Linked DNA regions of Mus musculus: regions 2, 3, 4, 5 and 6 are each linked to region 1. A link is a contact called in public Hi-C, HiChIP or PLAC-seq and promoter capture Hi-C data. All regions are on one chromosome and are shown on one strand. The core of a region is the stretch at or near the end of the contact, and the rest is flanking DNA. Distances in the headings are between cores, read along the strand shown.

The links. Promoter capture Hi-C pulls out the DNA fragments that hold promoters and counts their contacts. A called contact is a pair of places that touch in the nucleus more often than the background predicts. HiChIP or PLAC-seq counts read pairs in DNA pulled down with a chosen protein or histone mark.
Region 2: a contact with region 1 is called in a promoter capture Hi-C map of embryonic stem cells, with 10 times the contacts expected there. The contact joins the enhancer-like site here to the promoter of Stk11ip in region 1. A contact is called at or near these places in 2 of 39 promoter capture datasets (embryonic stem cells and hippocampal neurons), 4 of 115 datasets of contacts at active chromatin or transcription factors (embryonic stem cells, extraembryonic endoderm stem cells and pancreatic cancer cells) and 1 of 9 other capture datasets (embryonic stem cells).
Region 3: an H3K27ac HiChIP or PLAC-seq map of embryonic stem cells shows a contact between it and region 1, with 5 read pairs. The contact joins the enhancer-like site here to the promoter of Stk11ip in region 1. A contact is called at or near these places in 2 of 39 promoter capture datasets (embryonic stem cells and hippocampal neurons), 10 of 115 datasets of contacts at active chromatin or transcription factors (embryonic stem cells, extraembryonic endoderm stem cells, pancreatic cancer cells and 1 more) and 2 of 9 other capture datasets (adipose tissue and embryonic stem cells).
Region 4: a contact with region 1 is called in a Hi-C map of CD8 T cells, with 7 times the contacts expected there. The contact joins the promoter of Pnkd here to the promoter of Stk11ip in region 1. A contact is called at or near these places in 1 of 484 Hi-C or Micro-C datasets (CD8 T cells) and 1 of 115 datasets of contacts at active chromatin or transcription factors (bone marrow-derived macrophages).
Region 5: a contact with region 1 is called in an H3K27ac HiChIP or PLAC-seq map of double positive thymocytes, with 4 times the contacts expected there. The contact joins the promoter of Ctdsp1 here to the promoter of Stk11ip in region 1. A contact is called at or near these places in 1 of 39 promoter capture datasets (pre-B cells), 2 of 115 datasets of contacts at active chromatin or transcription factors (double positive thymocytes and pancreatic cancer cells) and 1 of 9 other capture datasets (adipose tissue).
Region 6: a contact with region 1 is called in an H3K27ac HiChIP or PLAC-seq map of thymic regulatory T cells, with 4 times the contacts expected there. The contact joins the promoter of Cnot9 here to the promoter of Stk11ip in region 1. A contact is called at or near these places in 2 of 39 promoter capture datasets (liver and pre-B cells), 2 of 484 Hi-C or Micro-C datasets (CD4 T cells and CD8 T cells) and 1 of 115 datasets of contacts at active chromatin or transcription factors (thymic regulatory T cells).

The regions. Positions count from the first base shown.
Region 1 is chr1:75,520,008-75,523,362 of GRCm38.p6, reverse strand. It overlaps Stk11ip (serine/threonine kinase 11 interacting protein), which reads right to left and starts at 1,834. Exons shown (of 25, transcript NM_027886.3): 1 at 1,721-1,834; 2 at 1,514-1,599. The coding sequence starts at 1,574.
Region 2 is chr1:77,472,330-77,475,684 of GRCm38.p6, reverse strand. All of the region lies in intron 3 of Epha4 (Eph receptor A4), which reads left to right. Among named protein-coding and RNA genes, the nearest start is that of Mir6352, 23 kb to the left of the region's middle. Within about 2 kb of position 1,639, at least 18 of the 459 cell types and tissues checked have an H3K27ac peak or open chromatin away from gene starts, as enhancers often do. A contact at or near this core is called in embryonic stem cells, where this site is marked.
Region 3 is chr1:77,445,511-77,448,865 of GRCm38.p6, reverse strand. All of the region lies in intron 3 of Epha4 (Eph receptor A4), which reads left to right. Among named protein-coding and RNA genes, the nearest start is that of Mir6352, 50 kb to the left of the region's middle. Within about 2 kb of position 1,600, at least 10 of the 459 cell types and tissues checked have an H3K27ac peak or open chromatin away from gene starts, as enhancers often do. A contact at or near this core is called in embryonic stem cells, where this site is marked.
Region 4 is chr1:74,283,357-74,286,711 of GRCm38.p6, reverse strand. Pnkd (paroxysmal nonkinesiogenic dyskinesia) reads right to left here and starts at 1,678. Exons shown (of 10, transcript NM_001039509.1): 1 at 1,575-1,678; 2 at 702-870. The coding sequence starts at 1,641. Aamp (angio-associated migratory protein) reads left to right here and starts at 1,974. Exons shown (of 11, transcript NM_146110.3): 1 at 1,974-2,209; 2 at 2,671-2,826. The coding sequence starts at 2,089.
Region 5 is chr1:74,389,898-74,393,252 of GRCm38.p6, reverse strand. Ctdsp1 (CTD (carboxy-terminal domain, RNA polymerase II, polypeptide A) small phosphatase 1) reads right to left here and starts at 1,644. Exons shown (of 7, transcript NM_153088.2): 1 at 1,289-1,644. The coding sequence starts at 1,355.
Region 6 is chr1:74,504,595-74,507,949 of GRCm38.p6, reverse strand. It overlaps Cnot9 (CCR4-NOT transcription complex, subunit 9), which reads right to left and starts at 1,890. Exons shown (of 8, transcript NM_021383.5): 1 at 1,489-1,890. The coding sequence starts at 1,512. Usp37 (ubiquitin specific peptidase 37) reads left to right here and starts at 2,129. Exons shown (of 24, transcript NM_001310662.1): 1 at 2,129-2,290.

The DNA.
Region 1 (3,355 bases), core at 585-3,084:
ATGCCTATATATAATTCCATAGGATGAGTCACTAAAGCAGAAAGATCATAATTTCAAGGCTGGCTTGGGATACCAAGAAATAGCAGAGATCTCCCACACCCTTCACTCAGCTTCCCCCAAATTGACTTACAGAATTATAGTACAATTATCAAAACCAGGAAATTAGGTGTTGATAAAATATAGTGTCAGTTCTATTCTGTTAGTGTAGATTATGACAACCACCACCATAATCAAGACACAAAGTGATTCCATCCCCACAATCATATATGAACTCTACGATTCCGAGCCTGGGAGCCAAGTCAGATCTTTGCTGAATAATAAATCTTACAGCCTTACAAAGAGATTTTTCTATGTACTAGACACTGAGTATAGACATGCACATAATTCAAGGTGTCCCCTGGAAGTCTAGAAAAGGCACAGCATGGGAGTAATTATTAACACAAACCAGAAAATGAACTGCCATCAAGAGACTCCAAGGATGCCATGGTGGGAGTATATAGATATGGAGCACTAATGCCATCGAGGTCACACATTCCAAATGACAGCTGCTTCATCTAGATCTCATCCTTATCTCCTAAAGACATCCATTAACCCCACCTTACAGATAGGAAAGCCGGGGCTCAAAGAAGAATCTCTCCTTTCTGTGTGTGTGGGGAGGATGCTAGGGATTATAAGTCAAAGTTTTGTACATGCTAAACATATGCTCTGCTACTGAACTATATCCCCAGCTCTCAAAGAATCATGATTGTGATCATTTAGCTGATGATGGCAACCACATAACAAACAACATAGTGCCAGGCGTGGTGGCACATGCCTTTAATCCCAGCACTTGGGAGGCAGAGGCAGGCGGATTTCTGAGTTCGAGGCCAGCCTGGTCTACAAAGTGAGTTCCAGGACAGCCAGGACTACACAGAGAAACCCTGTCTCAAAAAAAAAAAAAAAACAAAACAAAAAAACAAAACAAAACAAAAAAAAAAACAAAAACCAAACAACACAGTGATCTTTGCCATGCCCAGGCACTGGGGCAGCAACTATAGTAACACTATCTTTTGAACACTTATTATGCATGCATGCACTGCACTAAATAAGCTAACTAAAATCCCGCTATCTTTTGCGTTCAATACAATCCCTATGCTAACCTATCTGAGAAGAATACTGAGGGTCTAAAAACTTATCCAAGTCTGATAGAGGGTTGGGACTAACCTATGTGGGTCTCCAAATCTCTGGTGTCTAAGGTGCTTATACTTGGCTTTCGGTACAAGTGATTATGTTCTTGTCTGCAAGTGTTTAATCTATTAATGATCCCTTTCCTCTGGAGAGTTAAGTGCTATGAGAGATGGATAGAGTTTAGACTGTCAAAGGCATGACTGTAAACAACGCGTCACAAGGAACACACCCAGAAGACGCCGGCACCTCGTGACCCCGCCGGCAATGACTCGGTGATTCCCGGCGTTTCTGGACAGTATCGAACACACCTAGAACTCCCAACCAAATAAGCCAGAAGTCCACTCACCCGACTCCCGCAAAAGTCCCGCCAGCTTCCACACTACTGAATCCCGCGGAGCGGTCGTCATAGCCACGGGACGCTGGGGGCGGAGCCTGGGGAAAGGGGAAGCGGAAGAGCCTCAGGTGGGCAACAAAAGCCCAGAGCTTTCGTGCAAATGGAGGCGTCGCGCAATGTAAAAAGTAAGCATCAGCTAAAAAGAACGATCTCTCTGACCCCTTTTCCAAAAAGCATTGGGCCTCGGGAGCCCATGGGCCCGCGTAATTCGCACTCCAATCACTTTGGCAGCCGGGCTCTTTTAGGGCAGGAAGTCCCGCCCCGGAAGGCAAAGGACCTACCGGAAAGCATGCCTTCGCTACCGGAAGCCACGCCCTGGGCGAGCCGATGTGTCAGTAGGACGGAACTAGCCGGGATTAAGCCCCTAACGGGGCCCCAGGTCTAGCTCGGCTCTGGGTGGCCCCTTCGGCAGAGAGAGAAACCTGACTCTTGTTTGCAGACTGGGCGGGGAAGCAGAGCTTGGAGAAATGGGATCTTGTATTAGAAGGAAAAGAACTCATCCAAAACAAATACTGATCTTCCAGTTACATAGCTGTCCTGTCCTTGCGAAGTTCTTTTATATCAGCCAGAAGGGCTAAGGCTGGCAGGGATGCCACTCTCAAACCCCCTTTGCTGTCATAGTCCTCAGTCTCTAGACTTATTTTTCCTTAGGGTTTAGCACACTCTCAAATTGGTCCCTGGTCTCTGATTTCAGAGCTCTGGAAGCAGAGGCAGGAGGGTCTCAGTGAGTTCAAGACCAGCCAGCTCTAAATAGTGAGTTCCAGGCTAGCCAGGGCTGCATAGTGGGATCCTATCTCAAAAACAAAAATTAGTCACTGGTAATGACCTGAACCTGTATTTGTTTTGTTTTGTTTTTAACTGTATTTACAGCTCAGTACACCTAACTAAAAGTGGTTTTCCTAAATTTGAAAATAAAATATATCAATAATTAACAAAAGCAAGACTGTTGAGTTTTCTACTTCCAAATTGGCACTGTAGCTTTTTTTTTTTTTTTCAAGATAGGGTTTCTCTGTGTAGCCCTGGCTGCCCTGAAACTCTGTAAACCAGGCTGCCTCTGCCTCCCAAGTGCTGGGATTAAAGGCGTGCGCCGCCACCACCACCCAGCACCACTGTAGTTTTTACCCTGGCTCTTGGTCTGGCAGTTGACATCAACTTCTGGTCTACATTATGAAAACATTTCTTAGGATGGAGTGACTAGCTAGGCTTGGGAGGGGAATGTCTTTTATGAAACAATCCTTTCTAACACAAGAAAGTTAAACATGAAGTGTAGGACTGAAGAGATGGCTCAGTGAATTAGAGCACTGGCTAGGCTTCCAGAGGACATGGGTTCAAGTCCCAGTACCCACATGGCGGCCCACAGCCATCTGTAACTCCAGTTCCAGGTGGTTGTACAATCTCTTCTCATCTCCATGGGCACAGCACATGCATGGTGTAGAGGCATTCAGGCAAAACATTCATACATGCAAGTGTTTGCTTTTAATGAAAAATCTAAAGAGTAGAGTTGGAGTCAGTCAGTTTTAGAGGTGGTGGAAGGCTTCTCTAGCCTGAACAAACTTCCTATATACCGTCTCATGGATCTGGGACATTTTGTGCAATTGATAATCCATTACATAGCAACTGTCAGTCCTTGTTTATCGATCACCTGAAGCTGGCCATGGGGGAGGAGCCATAACAATCAAGTCAACTGTATCAAGCCAAATTCTCATAGGCAGAAAAAGAAACAAAAAACAAAAACTCATTCTTTTGATATCCTGATGTGGTGCCTTGAAACCTTTGCTTTTTGGCCTGGCTTCC
Region 2 (3,355 bases), core at 390-2,889, 2.0 Mb before region 1:
CAGTGTCATGCGTGTTTAGATTAGCTCTTCTCTCTGGTAAGGATGGTAGTTAAGGTTGAATTTTAGTTGAAGCTTTAACTACAAGGGTAAAGTTTCAAGCCTTCTTGGTATGCTTAAGATCTTGAGTTCATACGCTAGCATGGAGTAGAAAAGAAGGGAGGGGAAATTCATTTTCATGCACCCCTAAATGAAGGGCAGTTCTCTCTCCTGGGGAAGGAGAGTTACAGACAACTTACCTCAGGAGACTTAACTGTTGCTTGAGGAACAGATAATTGGAAGTAGGCTGCACAGATAAGAAAGGCTGCTCAGTTTGATTATAGATATAAAATTAAATTATCAAGTAAATGTAGAGCTACTGGAGGAACAGAAGTTATGGACTGTTGAGAGCTTTAGAGTGTGCTGGCACCTTGACTAAGGCTATGGCAGCCTCCAAGTGGTTGTTTGCCTCCTTGTAAAAGGTGAGGAGGAAGGAACACAACCTCAGCCACTGAGCAGGACCAGGGCAGGACCAGGGCAGCAGTGGATTGTTTACCTGCTCTCTGAAGTGTATACGTTCCTCTGGGGAGGAAAACTGTGGAGGCACATGATCAAAGACAGAGTCAGCACAGTGTTCCGTTTCGGAGAAAAACTTGTTTAGAGGTAGGCTGGTTGTGGATTAGCCCCCCAAAACTAATAGAAGCCATTAACGTTAGGAGCCAAGGCAGACACAACTTATCCAAACCATTGTGGACAACCAGATTGCCCACCATTTGTTGATTGCTGGTTAGCTTTTGTACAAATCCATTAGGTTCTACAGTCATTCTCTTAGGCATCCTTATGTCTAGATGGCCTGACACGATCTCTTACCTGACACCAGGTAAGAGACATAACATGGCTGGATTGCTTTCTGTATGCAGTTAAATTCTCTGCTTACCCAGGCTGGACAGAACAAATGAGAATTGCCAGCAGAAATGCTGATTAAATGTGCATGTGATTTACTTCAGTATAAACCACAGGGCGTGCCACGGAGAAACTGCAGGAGACCCAAGTCTACCTATCTCCATTATACAGATAGATAGATATAGGAGTAGCCATGGCTCTGCTGAAGGTGTGTATGGAGTTTTGCTAGTGATGAAAATTTTTTCCAACTCTACAAATCTTGCAGTTTTTGTTGTATTGCTCTTTCTATTTTAATACAGTAATCACAGAGGTGAAAGCAGGTATTTAAAATCAGGATGACTTCCTTGGAAGGGGCCAGGCCTCTGGTTCCATTTTATATATATAGGATAGAACTACAAGTTGGAGACCATTCAGTGTGCCCTGGTCTATGTATCTAGAAGCAGCATTGATCTTAGGAGTCACAGGTGGGTGTAGACCAGAGTTTTGGCCTTTTCCTTTCCCAAGACACACCTTTGAACTTCTGCTTTGAAGAAATTTCCTCCTCCCTTGATGTCAGTTACCAGGTACCTCGGCTCAGTGCACATCTGTGCCCTTGACTGATGCCCACTTGGGGCGGGGTACGGGGCGGGGGTGGGGGGTGGTGAGGAGGAGTGTGTAATTGCTACTGCCTCCGGTTTCCTCATTCACACAGTACTAAAAGGCCGGAGAGGCTGTGGGGAAGACAAGATGCAAGGAAGCCAGCCTGTGGTCCTGATGGGCTGTAACGGAGGTTGAATCTCACAGCAGGAAGAGTGCGGGTGCTTAGAGATGCAGAGCTGCTGGACAGCAAAATAAACACTCTGCTGTTAACTGTGACAAGCCACATTTTATATGCCAAGACCATTCAGTGGCAGGGTGTTGTTGTTGAGATGGTTGCTTGTTCTTGATTTCTCTTATGATCTCTTAAGTGTTCCAAGTCTCAAAAAAAAAAAAAAAAATCACTAATTATTCACTAAAGAGATCAAGGCAACCAGCCCCAGAGAAAGCAGGGTCCTTTCCCAAGTGCCAAAGCTCAGGCAACTGTAGGAAAAGCTGCTCCAGTTACGGAGGCCTTTCACAAACATCAAAGAGCAGAACAGGTAACCATGTGAGACCTGTCTGTCCTGAGTCAGGAGGCAAATGTGCCTCTTTGGATAGGAATGCGCTTTGCATATTTCTGTAAGAGGTCCCGTGTGCCAAGTGCTGTGACCAGCATGTATAACTGTTCCTTTCATACGCCACTAAGACCTGATACCATCTGTCTCTTAAGGGCTCACCTTGTAAGGTTTCTTTCCACTGTAGCCAGGTGCTTTGAAAGCAGTCCTGAGCCCTGCAATGGTTGTAGATCTGTCACTGGTTGTATTGACTCGACCTTCTAGATGTTCATCAGTAGCACCAGGGTGCCTCTTTGGGCAGGAACTAGAAATCTGTTGTCTGTCCTTATGCTGCCTAGTAATCTGGTATTGGATTGGTGCATGGCCAGCAGGCAGATCTAGAGCCATAAATCCAAGTACCAAACATCTCATTTGTTAGACTTGTCTTTGTGGGTTGCCTGTGTGCTTCCCAGAGAGCTCTGCTGTTCCCCTGGTAAAGGAATGGAGTCAACCATATACACCGTGGCCCATGATGTTGATTGAAGACTGTGTCCAGCAACCATTTGTGGTTCAAGACTCTTTGCTTTAAAAGAAAATCAAAGGCCTTTAGATCTATTATTATTATTTAGTTCAGCTATACTGTTAGGATTAAAACCGACATCTATATATCTATGCTATAGGTAAGTGGGTAGAACTTTTAACCTATTTAAAGTTATTTTTTTTTTAAAGAATCTTTTATATACATCAGTGAACAAACAAGTTAGTATAAAAACTAGCCCTAATTTAGAAGGTGACTTGTCCTGTGTTACCTAGGAGATAGGCTTGCTTGATTTCCCTTTCTGTGCTGGTGGAGCCTTGAATTAGAATAGCCTTTGTTTTTCTATTTGCATTTCTGATAACTGAGACTCCTGCCTGGGGCACTGCTAACTGTGCTAAAGTTCTTTGGAAGTAGGTTTTGAGCTGCTGCATGATGGCCCTGACCTCAAGAAAAAAGCGGACCGGGCTTTCTCAAGTAGAAACAGGTTTAATGCTTTGAAGGATGCAAAACAACTATGCATACACACACACACACACACACACACACACACACACACACACACACACACACATATCATGTATATATCATATCACACACACACATATCTGATCCATATATATATGGATCAGATCAGAGGTATGCAGTGGTTAATCTATTAATATCTTGTAGAACTATAAACCTCAGGTGTAAGCAATTTTTCTGGCTAGTGTGTAGAATTCCTCCCACAGAAACTTAACATTGCCTTCCCACTTTCAGTACTGTGGGGCTTTGTGGTTTTGGTGTGTTTGCTGTGATCAAGTACTGTGATTCTTTTCTGAACTTGATG
Region 3 (3,355 bases), core at 351-2,850, 1.9 Mb before region 1:
CCTCCTGTGTGCTCTTTACAGGGTATTTTTTAAAGAGTAGGCACAGCCAGCTCGTTGGTATCTATAATCAAAACAGAACAAAATCTAGACGTTAAAAATTCAGAATTTACATTAGCTTTTGTTTGATTTGAGACATGGTCTCAGTTGCATAGGCCAGGCTGCTAGAATTCGTGGCTCTCTTCTTGTCTTGTATTCCTGTGTCCTATGATTTCAAAGTGTAGACCCCTAAAAGCTCTATATTTATTCTGCTACCTTTGGTGAAGACTCTTAAGTTATGCTTGCAGGTAAACTAAGGAAACAAATGTCTCCTTTTGCTCCTCTGTATTTTCCTTTTTCTTCTTATTGTTCTCCATTTTCCTTTATTTCATGTTAGCATAAAGAAGTGATTAAGCTGACGCTAAAGGGTTGGATGGAAGTTTGCTGTACTGAGTTGATCTTTCCATGAGAGACAGGAGTAGATCATCCATCCTGACCATCTTTACTGGGACAAACAGGAGAAAGATGCTTCTTGAGAAAACATGTTGGATTTGCTTACAAAGTCATTCGCTTACAAAAGTACAGAGCAGCAGTTCTCAATCAACTCAGGGGAAAAAAAAAAAGATGAGAAATAAGTATTTGTCACTGTGTATTGTGCCAAGTGCATCTTCCACAGGAATTATGTTTCGAATAAAAAGAATGGTGAGCATCTCAAGATGCTTAAGTAGAGTGGTGAATAGATGCAGGATGCACTTATGCATCTATGGGCTAAATTCTGAAAGGCTGAACCACACAGAGCAAAGAAATGTACCAAACCATCAATTTAGCAGGTCATTTTGAATGTAGGCAGCAAAATGGCTGTGTGTGTGAAAAGCCACTGCTATATTTTGAAAGAGCCTTTCTAAGAATCCTGAAATATTAATAACATGGTCTTAATGTAGTTAAGGGTGGCAGGGGCTGCCGAGAACAGCACAATGACAATTTTGTATTTTTTTTGCTTGTGCTTGTAAAAGCGAGAAGTTAAGAGATGAAAATAGCCAATGTGTTGAAAGAACAGCAGCTTTCAATTTTCTAAATTGGTATAGGACTCTGTATTTCCCCGAATAAACTCATTTATCCTTGGGAACATGTTGATATGAACATTGAGGAAGAAACTATATAAACTCAAAACACATTTTCTCTCCCCTTTAAATTCACTGAAGAAGTCCATAGTAAGTTTTGAGCTCTTAACAAATTAGAAGAAACCAATTAGAAGAAACCATCTTCCAGTAGAATTCAGTGTTTTCATTATCATAGTGACCCAGCCACTGACTAATTTCTATCAATTATCACCTACTCTCATCTTGCAACATTAAATGTTGATGTTTGATAAAAATGAAAGTGTGCTTGAATTAGCCAGTGGTCTGGTCCCCTAAGAAAAAGTTAAAAAAAAAAAAAAAAAAAAAAAAAAGAAAGTCCTTCTCCCCAGGCATTTTGACAAAAGCCCCCATTCCCTCATGGGGCTTAATAGAAAGTTCCTGCTTGCTAAAATGAAGTCATTCTCCTTTTCTCTGGTTAGAGGAACTCAGTGGCTCATCATTAACATGACTGGGTGCCTATTAACTTGTCAAGGTCAAAGGTAGCCTCTAGGCTCCCTCAGTCTCTGCACACCAGCCCCACCTCAGCTCACAAGACATTAAAATCAGTTGTGTCTTGTTGGTACTCCTAACCTGAGTTTCTAGTTGTTTTTGTCTTATGTAACTCTTCTGAGTGGCAGGTGAGACCCAGAGAGTTTGTGCATTTGTTTAGGGCTCTTGCTGTGTGATTTGGGACTCCAAGACCTGGCGGGCTTCTTTCCACCAATGTCCGGGTTGCAGATTTTTCCTGAACACCCTAGGGCCATCTTAAACACGACCCAAAGCACCTTGCAAGCTGAACCATATCTAATTGTGGGATGCATATGAACTTGGGAGACATAAATCACAGCTACCAAAGCAATTTGTTTTTCTAAAGATGCTTCGGTCCAGTGAAAGACAGAAAAGCAAACAAGGGAGAGATTGATCTGGGAGCACATTTATTGTTGGTGCTCCACACGCCATAAAGTTTTGGCTCGTTAAGGGAATTCCATAAACAACTTTAGTTAATAAGAGTGAAGTAACTGTGCCTTTCCGAGCGCCTGCTAAAGTCCTTTTTCCCGCTTGTCATTATGGGAGACGAAGAGGAGGCAAATTCATGCAGACCAGGCCATAGGGTGAGGAGGCGGGCTTCAGTGGATGGTGTGGGGGTGGATGCGTTTGGACTGATGTGGCAGCTCTCTGTGGCTGTCCTATCTCCACAGCACATTCAGCATATGTGGATCACTACATCTATTCCTTTTGGAGAAGTCCCTGGATGGCTACTGTGGGTGGTCTTCTTGCATGTCCGGCTAGTGGACGGATCCGTCCTCAACACAGGTTTTGGTAGTATCGACACATTCTCAGACCATGATAAATGAAGCTAGTGTAGAGAAAAATCGCACCGAGGAAATTGTGGGTAACTCATTTTCTTTCCCAACCTCCGATGCTATGGAACCACTTAATTATCCACGTCCTTATCTGTGACCTTAATACTTGATGGGGCCAGTACAGTTTTTATTTTAGGTTAAGATAGGTTTAGAGAACAATCATAAAAGGTATGGGAGGAAAAAGAGGGGGAGGTTGCAAAGCCCTATTAATTAATTTTTATGACGAGGTTTCACAGCAGCATTGAGTTTTTCCACTTTAGTGAAAGTAGTCCTCTGTATCTGTGTGATGTTTATAAAGCTGAGATCATGGAAAGCCATCGCAGGTGCTTAAAAACCTGCATTCTCTGAATTCACCTCTGTAGGGTGCTCCTTGCAGGGGGCAGAGGGTGTGTGCTGAAAATGAATGAAGGTAGGGGAATCCACACTGCACTTGTGAATAAATAACATGTTATTAGCTGGTTTTTATTCCAGACTCTTATCTTTAAGTAGCCTTCATTGTACTGTCCGGAAAGGAAGTGGCTTGTGCAGTGCCCAGTCCTGCCTTCTTGAAATGTTTTTGTTGTGTTTTCTATTTGAGTCTTTTTGTAACCATAATTAGGGAATAACTGCTAACCAATTTTGTGTTAGCGTCTGGACACATTTTCATTCAGTTGATTAAAACAGAGATCAACACCCTGCCCCCACCCCCCACCCCCACATATGTACACCCTCAGATTCAAAAGTAAGTGGTAGTATGTCCAAGTTATGGGGGACAGAAGACTTGGAGGTCAAAGCTGACATGTAACAAGTTGCAGTTATCTGCTGGAAGCTGGGATTCTTCCTTTTAAAGACATTGATGACAGCAGTGTTTTGGAAAGGGGGACAGAGTAAGGTGGATCAAGATAGTGCCTCTTACCC
Region 4 (3,355 bases), core at 429-2,928, 1.2 Mb after region 1:
CTCCCTGCATACACTGTCTCATGTCCCGTGCCAGACCTCTTTATTTTTCTTTATGGTGTTAAGCTTGTGCACAACCACTAAGGTACATCGACCAACTCTCAGTCTTAGCAGCTACAACTGAAAGAGGGCATTGGTAAGGGCCAAAGAACAGGAAGCCACAAGAGCTGGTGACAATCACAGCTGGGAGCCTCTGTTCCCTCCTTGGAGGGATGGAAATGCAAGGTTTACCTCAGAAAGCTTCAAACGTTATATGGCAAAGTATTGTCATACCTCAGACATTGGATGGAAAAAAATGTTAATTTCCCTTCCTTTTACTTTAGTGAGTGATAATCAGTAATATGTATTAAGGCCAGAATCAGATCCACAGAATTCACAGAAACACGTCTAGCTTCTACACAACGCAATCTGACACTTAATTACTGGGATTGGAATGTGACCCCTGCTCCCAAAGGGAAGGATGAATCCAGTGACTCAAATTCAAATCAGATCAGCTCAATTTGCTCCACAGAAAAGCCACTATCCCCCAATTTTACATATTTTTCCACCCTAGCCCCCCCCCCCCTTCTGAGAGTCCATCCCTTGACTCCAGCAATTTCCTTCCCTTGGATTCAGCTCTCCACCCGCATTTCAGAGAAGTTTCTAGGTCCCCACACCTTTCAATGCACTCCCCACTGGTAGGCAAAGGGAGCAGTTAAACTCACCAGGCTAGCCCCACGGCTTTCATGGGGTTCTTGCCCCTCTTTCTGGGAATGTATTCTAGCTCAGGGGAGAGGGGCTCGGGCTCCTCCTTGCATTCTGGTGAGCTGTGGCTCTGCAGTGCTCTGGTCCTGTTCTGGGAAGCCTTGTTAGCTGTGGCTCCAGAGAGGATCCCTGTGAATGAAAGTATGGCATGTCAGTATGGGAGATGAGGAAGGGGAGTGACTGCAGTCTGGAGTAACAAGTGCAGTGAAGAATCTAAAGAGAAATGGGAAAATCGCCATCGGGTGACACCTTTGGAAGGCTACTTAAACGTCACTGCGGGCTCCTCACCCTGGTGCCAAGGCAGTGAGCTTCGCTGCTGTTCTATTCAGAAGTCAGGCTGGGAAGGACTGCAGAGGAACTCACCGGAGACATACGTATGAAGGAAATCCGGGGAACTGTTTTAAAACTGCAGGACCTTAAGCTATCCTTAAGGATAACTAACTCCATCCCGTCGAAGAGGAAGCTGAAGCCCGAAGACGAGCTGCTTCGCACAAGGTCAAACCGCTAATTACTCAGTGCTAGAACTCAAGCCTCCAGATGCCCAGGGCTCTTTCCTCTGCACTGCGGTGAGTGTGAAACCCCTGGGGCGCGGGAGTCTAAAGGTTTCTTTGGTACCCTCTCTAGCAATAAGACCCTAGACACGCCGCGCAACCTAAACGCAGGAGTTGGACTGGGTGACCTCTAGAGCATCTTTTCACCCCCAGACTCTCTAAGATCTTGCAGAGAGGTGTGGGCAGCAATTGGCATGCTGACTTCCTGCTGTCGCGCTGGGTGGGATATAAAGGAAACGGAATCTTTTAAAACCCTGCCCTCCCGAGGGTCCCTCTCCTTACCCCGGAGGACGCGGGCATTTCTCGCCCCCCGGCCCTTCAGCGCCGTAGCAGCTACCACCGCCGCCATGTTCGGGTCCCACCCCCCTTCACTGCGCTCCCCGTCGGGAATTGTAGTTTGCGTAAGGGGCCTCCCCCGCGCCTTCCGTCCTGCCTACAGAGCAAAAACTACATTTCCCAGAAGTCCGCGTAGCGGGCCCCGGAGAACTACTCCTCCCAGGAGACCCTGGAGGCGCGCACGCTCGCTTGTTTCCCTTCAGCTGGGGGCGGAGTCATGTAAGGTGGAGCTTGGGCTCTCCCGCCACGCCCCGGCCTGGTCATCCTAGTTCTGCCTTATGATTGGCGGCTCTGTTAGTCCACCACTGTCGCCATTGGCCCGGATGCCGTCGCTCTTTCGGCCGGGAGTCACCTACGCCTACTTCCTCCCGGGAGGAGGGGCTCGAGTTCCGCGTCGTCGCGCAGAGCTGACTCTGGGAGGCGTTTGGGCCCAGAGAAGTGGATCGGTAGCTTTCGCCGCATGGAGTCCGAATCGGAGAGCGGAGCGGCCGCTGACACCCCGCCTCTGGAGACTCTGAGCTTTCACGGAGATGAAGAGATCATTGAGGTGGTAGAGCTGGATCCAGGCCCGCCGGACCCGGGTGAGAACTGACGCTCCTGAGGCCACGGGACAAGAGGCGCTCACCCCTGGCCTCTGACCCCTGCTTCTCCCCAGTCCCCCCTCCCCCCTTCCCTACCGGTCGTTCCTACCGACATTTCTCTCCCAGACCTCCTCCCCTACCCCCCACCTTTAGTTTCTAGGCCTGGCTGGGTGGGGGTTCCCTGACGCCTCCCCTAGCCCTTCCCCTCACACACCCCCTTCCCATCATGCCCTCTGTCCTCTCTTCCCACACGGTCGCTGGCCAACACCAGATCTTCAGACCTAGCCTCTCTCCCCCTCCCCGCCCCCCAAGTGCTCTCTTCCTGCTCGGTACGTGTGAGACAACATCTTAACCTTTGGCCACACGACCCACCCTAGCTTCACCTTTTTCATTCTTTAACCCTTACCCCATTCCTTGTATTATCTTTGGAGCTCCATCTTTTAACGCTTCTCTCAAAGCAGATGATCTGGCCCAGGAGATGGAAGACGTGGACTTTGAGGAAGAGGAAGAAGAAGAAGAGGGCAATGACGAGGGCTGGGTCTTGGAACCCCAGGAAGGGGTGGTCGGTAGCATGGAGGGCCCGGATGATAGTGAGGTCACCTTTGCATTGCACTCAGGTAGGCCTTTGAACATCTCAGATCAGTGCAGATGGGCTTTTGAGTATGGCCTGTTGGTCCTAGGCAGCTATTATAAGAGACCAAAGTGAAAGCCACCTACTTTGGCCTGCAGGATATTCAAAGGAAGGGCCATAGGGCACTGGGGTTAAGTGTGACCCCTGGGTTCAAATCCTACCTCTGCTGTTTAGCAGTCTGTCAGCTTTGTTAGCTTTCTGGATCTTGGTATTCTTTAAAATATATATATATATATATATATATATAAAATCTTGTATGAAAGTGAATGGAAGTAACCTAAGTGGAAATTAAAGGTAGTTTACATTCCAGAAGGGGCATTAATAATAATCTCGGATGCCAGCCTCATGAAACTCTCATAACTTAATTCATACCTAGCCTGGTATGGCCTGTCCTGTCAGCTGTGCACCTCAGAGAACGTGGTAAGGGGAACAGCACAGCAGGGGGCTATGCTCCAGAGGAGGTCACAGCTCTGTGGGCTCTGGAAGGGTTTCTCTAACAACCTGAGGCTCCAGAC
Region 5 (3,355 bases), core at 395-2,894, 1.1 Mb after region 1:
CACTGGCCTGCAGGGGCTGCATGCACTCCAGTCTCAAATCCCTGAGCACAGAGAATGTGAGCATTCTCCCTCCATCAGGAGACACATGGGGGTGGCTCTGGCTGGCTGTCCTCCAGAGAACCCCGCTTCCATGAGCCCCACCACGGGCCACTTCAGGGCCCCTGCAGCTCAGCGTCTTAAGGAAATCTGGTGTGGCTTTTTAGGAAGGCAGCCACTTTAAGAAGTAGATGGCTTAAGGAGGGGACCGATTTTTCTCACGGTTGGTTCTCAATCATCTGACCCCACAGGTGGACGTTACCTGAGCATCCCCTGCTCTGGACCTTCAGGGCTCAGGGCCCTGTCGTCCACTCCCACTCTCCCTCCATTCTGTCTACCCAGTGAGTCCAAAGTCCCCATTGAGCCTGGGCCCAGAGGCCAGTGTCCCAGGGCTGTCAGCCCCACCGGCCCCACCTCCTTCACCCCGCCCCGTCTCTTTGCAGCGGCCTGTCTAAATTGACAGACCTACCCCCACCAAGCCTCTTCTCTAATCCTTTCTGCCTCCAGGCCACCCCCCCCCCAACCCCCAAAGAGCGAGGAACTGGACAGTGGACAAACCCGGAGTGACTTCCCAATCTTGAAATTCACACAGGGGAGGGAGGGGTGAGCCCCACTCTTGCGAGCCTTAGGGGCTCCGCATAGGCGGGCAGCACCCCTTACAGGGTGGGTGCAAGCGTGCACAGGCCCGAGGCCAACCGGCCTAGCCTGTTGCAGCCTGGGTGTCGCGTGCCCAGCTGGATACAAGGCCCCCAAGTCTGTCTTGCAAGGCTAGGGGCTCTCTGCCTTCGAAGGTGTCGTCTGCACCTCCACGCGTGACGCCCGAGTTTGTGGGAACCTGGCTGTGAGTTAGTTGGCGGGAGATCCCTGCAAGCCTCCCCAGCCCGCTGTCACCTCGGCACCCCTTCCAGACCTCAGCCTGGAGGGGGCGGAGCCTCAGCGGGTGGCCGGGTGGCCGCCTCACCCCCACCTTCTCGTCCCATTGGCGCCAAACTGGGGGAGGGGGTGACGCCCGGGAGCCCGCCAGCCCCTCGCTCGCCTTCTGCCTCAGTTTCCCCACTACGAGAAGCCTCGAGCGCACTGGTGGCGCCAGGCCCCGCCCAGCGCCTCAGACTCTCGCGGAGTTCAAACTCTCTCGGCCGCACTGGCCGGGGCTCGGGCCGGGCCAGGCCGAGGCGCGCGCCCGGGACAGCGGCAGCGACCGCAGCGCGGGGACGGCCCCTAGTCCGGTTCTGCCCTCCCGCCGCCCGCCTACCTTTGCCCCGCAGCGGGCCCCGCGCCTCCTCCTTGCTGATCTGAGTAATGACGGCCGAGCTGTCCATGGGGCCCGGCGCGCTCCGCTCCGGCCGGACTCTGGCCCCGGCGCCCGGCCTCCCCCCCGGCTCGGGCCGGAATCGGGGCGCGGGGGGGAGGGGAGGGTGGGAGGGAGGGATCCCCGCGAGCTTCGGAGGGGAGGGGAGCCAGGTTCTCGGGGGGAGGGGGAGGGAGGGGGCGCGGAGGAAACTTTGTTACAACATGGAGTTTCCTCCCCGCGAGGCGGATGCAAACATGGAACCCGGGCGCCGTTTCAAGGCTTCCCCTTAAAAGGGCAACGGCTTCGGCGCGCCTGGGACTCCGCCGCAGCTTTCATCACTTCTGGGGCCCGGCGGGCTGGGAGGCGGGCCGGGTTGCTGCGGAGATCCAGGGGGCGTCGCCTCTCTTCCTGCGGTGTGCTGGCCGGACCGAGCGTTCTGCGGCTGCGTGGCAGAGCGGACAGCCGTAACCCGCCGCTGCGGGCCACCGAGCCCCGGGACTTGAGGCCCGCCCCAGGCGCCCAGTCGGGGAGTGCCCGAGGACGTCGGGGCTCCACCTCCACGCATTCCAAAGTGCTGACACGATCTGCCTCCGTTTGTTCCTCTGGAAAATGGGATGACGCTAACTTTCTGTAAAATGGGTTTTAGTTTTTTTTTTAATTGAAATATTTTATGTGTATGGCCTGTAAAAATATATATGTTTATGTATGTACTCCACATATTTGTAGTGCACTCTGAGGCCGGACGAGGGCGTCAGATCCCCCTGGAACTGGAGTTAATAGCCGGTGTGGGCCTTAGGAGCGGAAATAGAGTCCTTTTAAGAGTGACATGTGCCCCTGAGCCATTTTTCCAGCCCCTAAAAAATTTAAAGTTATATTTATGTGTGGAGGAGGATACACGTTCTACGAGTGGAGATCAGAAGTTCTCTTCTTCCTCTCTTTGGGAGAGGCATCAAACTCAGGTAGTCAGGCTGGCCAGTAGACACCTTTACCCCCAAGCCTTCTCACCGCCTCTACAATGGGTCTTTTGTCTAACGTTGTGAATATCCCGTTCCCCCCCCCCAAAGGCATTCTTTGCTAGCCCCAGTTATGCAAACTCATCAAATTGTGGAATTGTAGATAGATTGATTTTATTTTTGTGTATGTGTATGAATGCCGGAGCCTTCAATGGCCAGAAGAGGGCGCCATCGCCTGGAGCAGAAGTTGGAGGCAGTGGTTAGCCTTGAGTGCTGGCACCTGAACTCATTCAGGTGGCCTGCATGAGCAGGGACTTCTCTTAACGGCTGATGAACCTCTCCAGTCCTAAATTATGTTCGTGATCCAACTGTAACTATCAGCATTCCCTGCAGTCTCGAGAACATCCCAGGATTGAAAAGTCCACTTCGGCGCCTACCTTTACCGACTGTCCTGTAGCAAATCTCGCCCTCTTCCCCTGCCAAACCCTGGCAGAAGCCGAGCCTCTGCTGCTCAGGGCGCCTTGTATCTTGTACGTGCTGTTCCCTCGGCTTGAAACGTGCCCCTTCGTCCTTGGCAGAGCCAAATCCCATCGAACTAGAAGAAATACCACCTTGTTTAGAGGCCCTCCACCCCCACCCCACCGCCCCTATCTGTGATTATTAGAGGGGCCCCGTCTAGGGCTGGCTGTGCTCCCGAGTGCTCAGGGGACGCCCGCGGAGGGAGGGCCCAGCGCCCGCCCTTGGGCGCCTGAGACCGCAACCGTTCAGATTTTAAACACACGTGTCACCGGATCTGTAGTGACACACCCCAGCCAGAGCCTGAATCTGCGTTTGCATACAGAGCCTTCTCGCAGGAAGCCCCTCAGTTGCGCCGCTCTAGGGCTGCGGTTCGTTTATTTTTATTTTTTATTTTTCCTGTCTTACAAAGTTCCTTTCATTCGCCTTAATTTTAAAAACACGAATGCCCAGCCTTCACACGCACGCCTCACTTCCTCCCCTGGGCCCTGTGGCCGGGTGTGGTGGGGTGGGCGTCCTGTGGCTTCCCAGCAGATAGCGGGCTGGGAGCTTGGCCCCT
Region 6 (3,355 bases), core at 641-3,140, 1.0 Mb after region 1:
AATCAGATTGTTTACTTTTGGGAGGAGTCTCTGGAGACTGAACCAAGGGTGTCACACATGCCAGATCAAATATTCTCCTATAATTAATATCTCTACCCATCTTTTTAAAAATGTTTTCTGAGATAGTCTTATTAAATTGCCAGGCTGGTCTTGAACTTGTGATCTGCCTGTCTGAGCTGATATTACAGAGGTGCTGCCACCACCCTCTGGAGGATGTTTTTCTTTTCTTTTTGGTCAGGATATCACTATGCTATCATGGTGGCCTGAACTTTCCATATAGACCAGGCTGGCCTCAAAATTCACAGAAATCCCAAGCACGGCTGTCCTAAATATTTCTTTTTATACTTGAAGTTAAGGTAGTTTTTCATATTTTATTTAGTCATTATGTTACGTTGTCTCATAATGTAATCTAAATACATTATTTTCCTGATAGCATTTCCCCTTGGTGAAACAAAGTGAAACTGGCCTTTGGAAGTGTCTTTAAACTATGCTGCTTCCAGTATGGTTGTGAGTGTAGCCATTCAGTCAGCATTATTTGAGTGCTTACCTTACTGTAGTAGGAACTGTCCCAGTGGTGGGGAAAACAAGTGAACAGGCCTCACCAAATACTTGCCCCTGACTTACAGAGTACAGACAACCCACAAGTAAAAGTAAAATAAAATATAAAAGTCTAGTAATTAAACCGTGGGATCGGTGCTCTATATGAGAAAATGTTGGGGTTACAAGCTACTATGAATATGGTCGGAAAAAGTCACTCTGAGGTAAACTTGTGTGTATGTATGGAGGCAGAGTCCTAAGAAAGACATTCCAGGTAGAGAATATGTAACAGAAAAGTTCATATACTTCTTGGTCGGAGCTTAGGGAGCAAGTGACAAAAACCAAGCCCATAAACGTGACTAAGGACCACATCATACAGGGCTTGTAGGCCAGGGAAGGAGTCTACTTTCTCTAAATTTAACCGAAAGCCATAGTACGACTCTAGGGAGGTATAATACATGATTTGCTTTTCTTGTTAAAAGATAAAACGCGAGGCGTGAGGAAGTCTTTCCTCATGCAAAAAGCAAGTGGCTTGAGCTAGAAGCCCATTTCCGAACCACTGAGATGTGCCTAGGCGAGGAAGTCTAGGATCACGGGACCAGAGCGAATGGCCGTGGCAGTATCCTCATCCCCGCCGACGCCCAGCATTCACAACCCGCGTCCAGATAAACTGACGCCAGGCGCAAAGGAATCAATGAATGGCCTGCTGGGGCAGCGCGGGGCGCGGGACCAGGCCTTGGCGCTGGCAAACAACGCGAGAGGCCGCGCGCCAGGCCAGGAGAGGGGGCGGGAGGGGATGAGAGGGAACAGCGGGGGTCCGGCTCCGCCACGGTCGGCGTGTGGAGACCCCCAGACCTTGCGACTAGGGGCAGGAGCAGCTGGACTCAGGGCCCGGATCTGGGAGCTAGAAAACAGGCTGAGACGGACATCCGAGCGGGAGCAACCACTCACCGCTGCCGTTGCCAGGCTGTGCATGTTTGGAGCGGCCGCCGCACTCCTCCTCCCGCCGGACGCACCGGACCCGCGTCCCAGCTTCAGCGGCTCTGATGCCCAAGATGAAGTGCCGCCATCCGCCTCCGCCTCGCTCCGCCCCCTTCGCGGGCCTTTGACCTCTCACCTCTGACCCTCCGCCCACCCAGCCCTTTCCCGCCTCCCGGACCTCGGCCTAGCAAATAATCTCAAAGTATGTTCTTTGAACCTTCAGATTCGGGATCAAAATGACGTCTGCAAACTACTGGCCCTCGTATCCCCACAGCATCGCAGGTAAATCCTTTGAGAGACGTGAACTCTGACTTTCTCCCGAAGGCCAGACAAGGGCGGGAAAAGGCCAGCAGGCTTGGAAGGACACGAATTGCGCATGCTCAAGCGGTTGCGCGTGAGGAAAATGGTAGGAGGGCCAAAGTTGGTAAAGTGGACGGTGCGCATGTGTATTACAGTGTCGTCACGGCGGGGGCGGGGCCGCCCGGGTTAGGGGCTGGGCATGGTGAGGGGCAGAGCGAATGCTTGAGGGGCGGGACTTGCGCGCTTACGCGCACGCGCCTGGACTGGTTGCGTCGAGAGTGCGTGCGTCCGTACGTGTTTGCGTGTAGTCATAGTTCCCGCCATCAGCGGGTTTAGGTGTGCTAGGAGAGAGACCGGCCTCGCTCTCTGGGGCTAGTAGAGCCCCTTCCTTCCGAGCCTTTCGGCTCCACCCCCTCCGCGGGAACTTTGTGCTTCCGGCAAGCTTGTCCGGAGCTGGGACCCTCTAGCGCAGGTAAGACGAGCCGGGACAGCTTCTGAATTGAGCCGTTTTCCCCGGCACCCCCACCCCACCCCTGCGGTCCGCCCACTCGGCGTCCACTTCAGAGTTCTCCCGGCTGCTGCTTAGCCCGCCCCGGGTCCTTGGATACCCAATGCCTTACAGGTGCCCCGTTCGAGTGTTGCCCCCTTTACTTCTCCTTTAACGCGTCCGTGTTGTCACTTGCTTTCTGCATTCTAAATCTGGCCTCTCTTCACCAAGGTTCAGGTGGTCTCAGCGTACCTCCCTGCAAGGCCTGCTGTCTTTACAGGTGACTTTGTTGCCACATATCCATTAAAACCTTGACTGCGATATTCACACGCCCGCTTGACCATTCTTTACTTTCCTACTCCTCTTAGACATTACTCGCTGAAAGGGAGTGTAATTTTTGTCGTGCCTTTGGTTGCTACCCATATCTAGCCAGGACACTGACGGTGTCTATTGAACCAATTTTAAATCAAAATCTGGAGAAAAATAAAAAGGTAATAAAGTTCCGTGTCGTTGGAGAGTTGTACTGTAGTGTTTTTCAGATATTCCTTTGGCGAGTTAACAGTACCTGATGAGTCTATAGTTGAAAGAACTAATCTAAGAGGGAATGTTAAGGGGGCATTTTGGTTTATTGTGTTAAGTATTAGAGGAGGCTTCTGGGCCAGACAGATAGGCTCTAGTGTGTTTGTATGATGTTTGTCATTTGTCATGTTAATATTTGGGTGAATATTCAAAAGAATAGTGTTGCATACTGGCAAAAGGAAAAGGAGGGACTGAAGACCCAAGGACAGATGTAATCAGTTGGTAAGAAATTTTGTCAGGGTAAATGATTTGGTTTTGGACTGGGGTTCTCCCCTGTTGTACTTCCATTTCTCTCTAAGCTTTAAATTCTGCTATATGTTGATAACTTGAGATTTTCTTATTTTCAGCTCCATATTCAAATAGCCAACTGTCTGCTTAACATCTCAGCTTGATTTTTTCTCCCCTTAGGAATTTCAAATATGATACCTTTAAAAACTGGAGTCAATCTGTCTCTTGTACCCAAATTCTCTC